2 separate regions of the Sus scrofa genome follow, and region 1 is linked to region 2. Evidence: chromatin contacts called from public Hi-C data. All regions are on one chromosome and are shown on one strand. Each heading gives the region's core, a stretch centred on a gene start, on an enhancer-like site or on the middle of the called end of the contact. The rest is flanking DNA. Distances are from core to core; before and after follow the strand shown. Region 1 overlaps LRMDA (a long non-coding RNA gene). Region 2 overlaps LRMDA (a long non-coding RNA gene).

The links. Hi-C and Micro-C count contacts between places; a contact is called where the count stands out from the background.
Region 1: a Hi-C map of heart right ventricle shows a contact between it and region 2, with 2.4 times the contacts expected there. The contact joins two enhancer-like sites. A contact is called at or near these places in 3 of 47 Hi-C or Micro-C datasets (embryonic fibroblasts, fetal skeletal muscle and heart right ventricle).

The regions. Positions count from the first base shown.
Region 1 is chr14:78,906,673-78,909,946 of Sscrofa11.1, reverse strand. The region is part of intron 5 of LRMDA (a long non-coding RNA gene); the gene reads right to left. Among named protein-coding and RNA genes, the nearest start is that of LRMDA, 950 kb to the right of the region's middle. Within about 2 kb of position 1,741, at least 15 of the 83 cell types and tissues checked have an H3K27ac peak or open chromatin away from gene starts, as enhancers often do.
Region 2 is chr14:78,812,482-78,815,955 of Sscrofa11.1, reverse strand. The region is part of intron 5 of LRMDA (a long non-coding RNA gene); the gene reads right to left. Among named protein-coding and RNA genes, the nearest start is that of LRMDA, 860 kb to the right of the region's middle. Within about 2 kb of position 1,970, at least 14 of the 83 cell types and tissues checked have an H3K27ac peak or open chromatin away from gene starts, as enhancers often do.

The DNA.
Region 1 (3,274 bases), core at 492-2,991, 94 kb before region 2:
CTTTAGTCATTTTTCTGAAAATTAGGCAAATGATGTGCCGATCTCACAGAATATCGTCATGTTTATGTGAGGTAATCAATTCAAACTTCATTAACCTAAAGTGCTTAGAGACTTTCTTTACAAGGCAAAGGCTCAATATATGTTGCAGCTAATATCCATTTGATTGGTTCAACATATATTTGTTGAGCAACAGGGTGTGCCAGCCCCTGAGGGTGTAACACTAATACAGACATATAATCATGTCCTTGGAGAGCTTCCTTTCCAGTGTGGGAGGACACACAATACATAAAATTGTTCAACTTTATAATATTTTTGGATTTGCAAAACAGATGGCAAGGTCATTCTGGAGCTCACAGAGAGAGGTCAGAGCTGGAAAGAGAATCATGAGAGATATGCGTAGAAGAGATGGTAAAAGATCCAGAGTGGCTGAGATTGATAAAAAAGGAAGAATGGCTCAAAGACTGAATCTTGAAGGTCACATTGAAGAAGAGGAGAATTAAGTAAGGAGAGAAAGGGGGCAGAGGGAGGTATGGGAGGAAGTTAAGAGAACAAGGTGACAACTAAGGGATGAAAGCATTCAGGGTGATCATTGCAAGGAGTCAGCAGGCAAAGGCTGTGAAGAGGACATTGGATTGCTGCCCAGAAGAGAGATGATGAAGGAAGATAAGGTGTGGGAGGAGTGAAGAAGTTGGGGAGGGTGAGAGAGGAGCAAAAGCGAGGGAAAAATGTAACAAGTCCCAAGGGCTCTTTCTACATCTGGCAGTAAAACAAAGGAGGTGGCATGAGAGAGAGAAAGAACTAGAGAGAGAGAGAATGGGAGAGAGAGAGAGAGTATGGGAGAGAGAGGGAGAGGGAGAAAGAGAGGAGGAAGAGTAAGGGAAAGTTGTTTTCAGGCAGAGGAAATAGGACAACGATGTTTCAGGATATAGGAGTACCACAGAAGAGTCAAAAGGACTCATAAAAAACATGCAGGTTTAGAGTCTTATTAAACTAATGAGGTGCCTTTTAATTTCCCACCACCTTTCTCCCCAAACAGCTAATCCACTGCTTTGTAACCTGTGTTAGAACACTTGCCTACATTTATAGAATCACAGACCAGCTTGTTACTTAGAGAACACAGAGTTTTCAGGGGAGGGACACAACTTCTGATTCTGTATCCCTCCCTGATCACTGCAAAAAGTTGAATGTGGAGCTTTGTTAAAGCTGGATATGTTCCAAAAATCCACAGCAGGCTGACTGGTTAACCCTATAACCATGAATCAGAGACTAAATGGGGTGTGAGCCTTCCTTCCTGAACCCTTACATCTGAATAGACCACCATCTTCCTGAAGTACATTTAAGGAGGAAGAGCCTTCATCCTCCACCTAGAAACAGGAAGAAATTTAAAATAACAACCCAAGTTTGTTTCAAGCCAAGGATTATACAATTTGAGGAATAAACCACAAACTAGACAGCCACAAGCACCTTACTCAGCCATTATCCCCAAATAAGGCAAGATTTCATTTATTTTTCTCTGGCTTTAATGCTGTATTTTTCACTCCAGGCCTCCAGCCCATAAGTCAAACAAACTTTGGGAAACATTCAACATTTTGAGAGAAATCCAAAGGGTAATCCGGTCTCATCAAAACCAAACTAAACCATTGGCAAACAGAGGCCAGTGACTTGTAACTGCACCACGTTTGTCCCAGTGGAGCGCTAAGATTTTGCAAACATTCTCCATTCCCTCACTGGATTTCTCACCAAGTGAAGGCCAGAGTCCCCATCTGCTTTCCATCACTGTCCCTGCCTTGCACTCTGGCAGAGCTCTGCCCTGGCTACCTTTGTTATTCCTCCAAAGTGGCCCGCCCCAACAGAGCAAAGGAGGCCTGGGCAAAGCCCCGCCGCCTGGTTCACACTTTTGGGAACATGCAATCGGCCAGAGGCATGACTCTGTCCTTGTCTCCGAACTCTCACATCTTACTTCTCTCTGCCTTTGCTCTCTACTCCTGGAAAAGGGAGATCAGCAACACTACAATGAATGTGCTTTGAGATCCCAGGACGGTCCGCACTATGCCATAAATAGAATTTTGGCCAGGAAAGAGTAATCTTGTAAACTGAAGCACTTTAAAAATAGCAAAGGATTTATCTGAAGTAGAATAGGAATGGTCCTTTAGGGAAATGATGTAGTCGATTGTAGGCAAACACTTTCAACACAGAAAGTCCATGAAATAGAGCTGTAATATGTATATAATCATTCTAATTATGGTGCATTTTTAAAGTCAATTACACAAACCTGGCAATGGGTTTAGTGGAGCAGTTGAGTTTCTGGGAAACGATGCAGAGAAAGTGTAAATGTGGATGAAATCTTGTCTGGACCACATAGGCTGTGGATAGCCAGTCACAAGTCAGTCCCCATTTACCCCTTTCTACCATGGGTTACTGGAATGACTTGGCAGGTGAGAATGAGAACAAATTCAGTCTTCAAGGAGTCCCGACATGATGTAACAGTAAGATCAGTTAGCATTTTCTTTCCAATCTTTTTTAAGAAAATAATCCCAAGAGCGAAAAGATAGCTACACATGAAAATTTCATCTCTCGATTATTATGATTGTGAAGAAAGGTAACCCAGGGAGTTCCCTTTGTGGCTCAGCAGTTAACGAACCCGACTAGGATCCATGAGGATGTGGGTTCAATCCCTGGCCTCATTCAGTGGGTTAAGGATCTGGCATTGCTGTGAGCTGTGGTGTAGGTCGCAGACACGGCTTGGATCCCATGTTGCTGTGGCTGTGGTGTAGGCCGGCAGTTGTAGCTCCAATTTGATCCCTAGCCTGGGAACCTCCATAGTCTCCTTGCCTCTAAGGACTGGTACCAGAATGATCTTTCCAATTAGCCAATCTGATCTGCAGTGATTTTTTTCCCCAAGCATTTATGACAAAGTCCCCACTCCTTAAGTTGGCATACGAAGTTCTTCATGATCTCGCTCCAACTCACCTCTGCTACCAGCTCCCTCACCCACATCTTTGTCTTCCCTTTTCCCCTCTACCCTTCCACACCACATTCTCTGGCCAAACTAAAATTCACTTTCTTCTCCAGACCATGTATCTTTTCTCTGAGCCATCTTATGCACTGTTCCCTCTAACCTGAACACTCTTCCCATATATCTCCCTGGTTAATTGTGATATACTGTCAGGTCTCAGCTTCGAGGTCAACTTCTCCAGGAAAACCTCCCTAATCCTTACCTAAAACTGGATTCCATGTTCTTTGAAATGTTCTCACAAGTCTGCATGTCCACTAC
Region 2 (3,474 bases), core at 721-3,220:
AAAGACATTATCTGATTCAGTAAAGAAGTTACTCATGCCATTGACAAAAGAGTGAAGTTTTGAAATATTCAGTAAGAAAAGAATATAGTTGATGTTCATATCAGAACTACACTTACTCATCAATTGCAACCTTAGGTTCCAAAATTATAAAAACAAAAAAAATTCAGTGAAAATGAGTTGGTTGAATAGAATTTATAACAAAAAGGATTATACATTTAATTTTATTTGATAACAATATGTTTACTCATAGTTTATATACATAAAAATTACACTAAGCTGATGTATACACATACATGGGTAAATTTTTTTTCCAGAGAGCTGCTTGTTAAACATTTCCAGCACAGCACTACATAAAACCCTTATTAAATGACATCTAAGGTATATTTGGGGCTATGGAGAAAAGAATAGTAAGAAAAAAAACTAATTAAGCATCAAAGATTCTGTCTTCAACTTATTTACAACTTGGACACCCTCTACTTCCCTCTTTCCTATTCCCTAATGCCTTAAGAGACTTAGATCCAAGCTCCATCCAGCTGTATGACCTGGGGTAATCAGCTCCTAAAGCCATACCATCCTTCACTGTTAGATAGTAATGATAATAGTCATGATGATGATATTGTTTAAAAAATTGCTAATGAGTATTTGTACTTATTTTGTAAACATGGGCCACATATTCATCTATACAATTTTTTACAACACTTCTGTGAAGCAGTGCTAAATTCTATTCCTCTTTTACAGATGAGGAAAACTAAGACCCAGAGAAATTAGGTAGGTGCTTGGGTTGCTAGCACATAGCAGAGCTGAGCCACAAATCTAGGCAGTTTGTCTCCAATGGCTACTGCCTTAACCATTATGATGCTTTACCACCTCCCTTCTCATTAAAGGCAAAGATTAAGTGAGGTAAGAGACAAAGATCTTAGCATTGCTCATTAAATATTCATGATGAGTTACTTTAATTTTGTATAGCATCTTACCTCTTCAGTTAGATTTAAGTTTCTTAAGAGATAGGGCTAATGTTTTATGGCTTCTCCTACCCTTCATAGTAGTTACAACAGGGACCTGCACACCACGAGTAATCAAATTATTCATTACACGGATGGGCTCTGCTCCTCACTTGTCATGCAGAAAAGCGCTGCTGAGATCCCTTCTGAGGGTGAAAGTAGTGAAATTGTCAGGCTAGCTATAATCTGAATCCATCCACAGTTTCCCTGCATTATTGTGATGGTCTATCTTTAGTAAATAACTACATATGGCATTCCTCATCTGGGTTTGTAGGGTTGTGTTAGAAATAATATTGTGTCATAGTAGTCCTACAGGGTTGATTTATTTTGGCTTAAAAGAAGGAACTTGGCCTCATGTGTCTCTCTTCCTCTCACAGTTTTTTTTTTTTTTTTTTTTTTTTTTTTTTTTTATTCCCAAGGGCTGCAGGTCAAGTTCTGTCCTTGGAACCAAAGCAGTTTTCCAAAATGAGGTGGAGCCAGCTCTGTCAAGCTGGGCCAGCTCTGCTGTCAGTGCCTTTCCCAAGTACATCAGACCCTCTGCTTGTAAAAATAAATTGATACCAATGCAAGAAATTTATTAGGAGATGACAGCCTGGTTCATAATGGAAATATGGAGAAAACATCATCCTTCAAAAGTGACAGTTTATCCATCATGCCTCAGATTCCTGAGATAGAAGCAGGCACTGTCACATACAATCCGCTGAGGACACATCTTCTTGGATTTCCTTTTGACAGGAAACTCTGAAATAATCCAGAAGAAGGGAAGGACTTGTGCTGCCCTTAATGTGCTCGGCCATAAATTTTGAGTATTAGCAGAAGAAACATGTGGCCAAGGACATGAATGATGGAGGAAATCAGGAGGCCTGGAATTCTCAAACGGCCCCTTCTTTTCTCTCAGGGTGATGAACTGGGACGGGGGTCAGAGAGGGTTAAGGCACTGCTGAGAGGGACATCAATTCCCTGTTATGTGTCAGCAAAGCCAACAGGTGGCAGGGCACCACTGCAGACACAGTGCTGCTTCGGGTCTGGTGACCAGGTCACCTTGCCCCGCTAACTTTCCAACTGCGATTATTTCCCCCTTAGCTACTTATTTATATTGATAAACTTGAGAGAGTTTAGGAGGGCCGTTTTAATTAGGAATAAAGGCAAGGATATTCCTGAGGATCACAAGAGGCCCGATCTTTTCAGGCTTAATGAGGTGACCTACCCAACCCTGTTGGAAATAATTGTGTATTGTATTAAAAGCCACTTTGGAAAATAAAATTGCAGTAGTAAACTGGAATGAAACAAACATGGTATTAAGGGGAAAAAATATTCACTGACAATTTTATGAGGCCTTAAAATATTTATGTTCTACACTTGCATTCTTTGGAGATTTGCTGAGTGTTGCTAGAATGGGGAAACTTTTTTAATGAGATACATGCATATTTTTTAAATTTACAGATCTTTTTTAGCAAAAATAGAAAGTCATAAATGGGAAACGGAAACCTAAACAAGGCGAGTATAGCATTAATGCTCTTATATTATTAATTCGCTCTTTATATTGGAAAAAATAAAAGTATGGTTGAATAATATGCAAGGAATCTTTGTTGTCAGTTTCTATTTGATTAACGTACAGGGACACTAGCATGATTACAAGATCCCAGATAAACTTAGTTTTTTTGCATGTGTTGTGTGGTGTGGATAGGAACAGGATATGTGCACTCTCGGGTTACTTGAGCACAGAGTCAAATACAGGGTTCTGATCCACTGCCCAAAATAAATCCCTAAGAACATCAGCGAAATAAATTACATGTTCTTATTCATAGGTAACAGTGCTTGAAAAAACACAGCGACACTGAGTCCTTCTTTAAATCCTCTCATCCTCTAAAGGAGGCAAATGAACTTCTAATGATTCACATTTGTTTCAACCAATCTTCCTGGTTCCCTGTCTCAAGAAAGACCTAAAACTCTGTTGACTTTACATGTCCAAATTAAATATATCTGTGTTTCCTTTTACTTTCTATATAAGTGCGTGCCAGCATGACTTAACATTCATCCAGAGTTTATTTCCCTATTAGTGGAAAACAAGTCATTTTTCAGTTTAATGAATAGCATCACTGTCTGACTTTTAACCAAAAATGTGACCTTAAACTTGATGGATCTCACCAGAAGGCACATTTTCAAATTATTTTTTCTATTGGAGGTTATGAATATGACTTCCCAAATTATTGTGACAGCTGTGAGGGGAAAGCCTGCATCACAGATAGAGCAGCTTAAAACAAAACTCAGACCTAACAAAATGGTAGTTTCATTTGTGAAACAAGAAAAAGGGAATGGGGGAAAAAGCATGAACCGTATGGGAGGAGAAAAAAAATACCTCCTTTGAGCCTTACGCAGCAGGAGAAAAGACTCATGTAAAGCAGCTAAAATTCCCATACTTTTTTGTTACTACCATTTTTGCTTCCAAATCATTCTAAATTGAGAAGGTGAA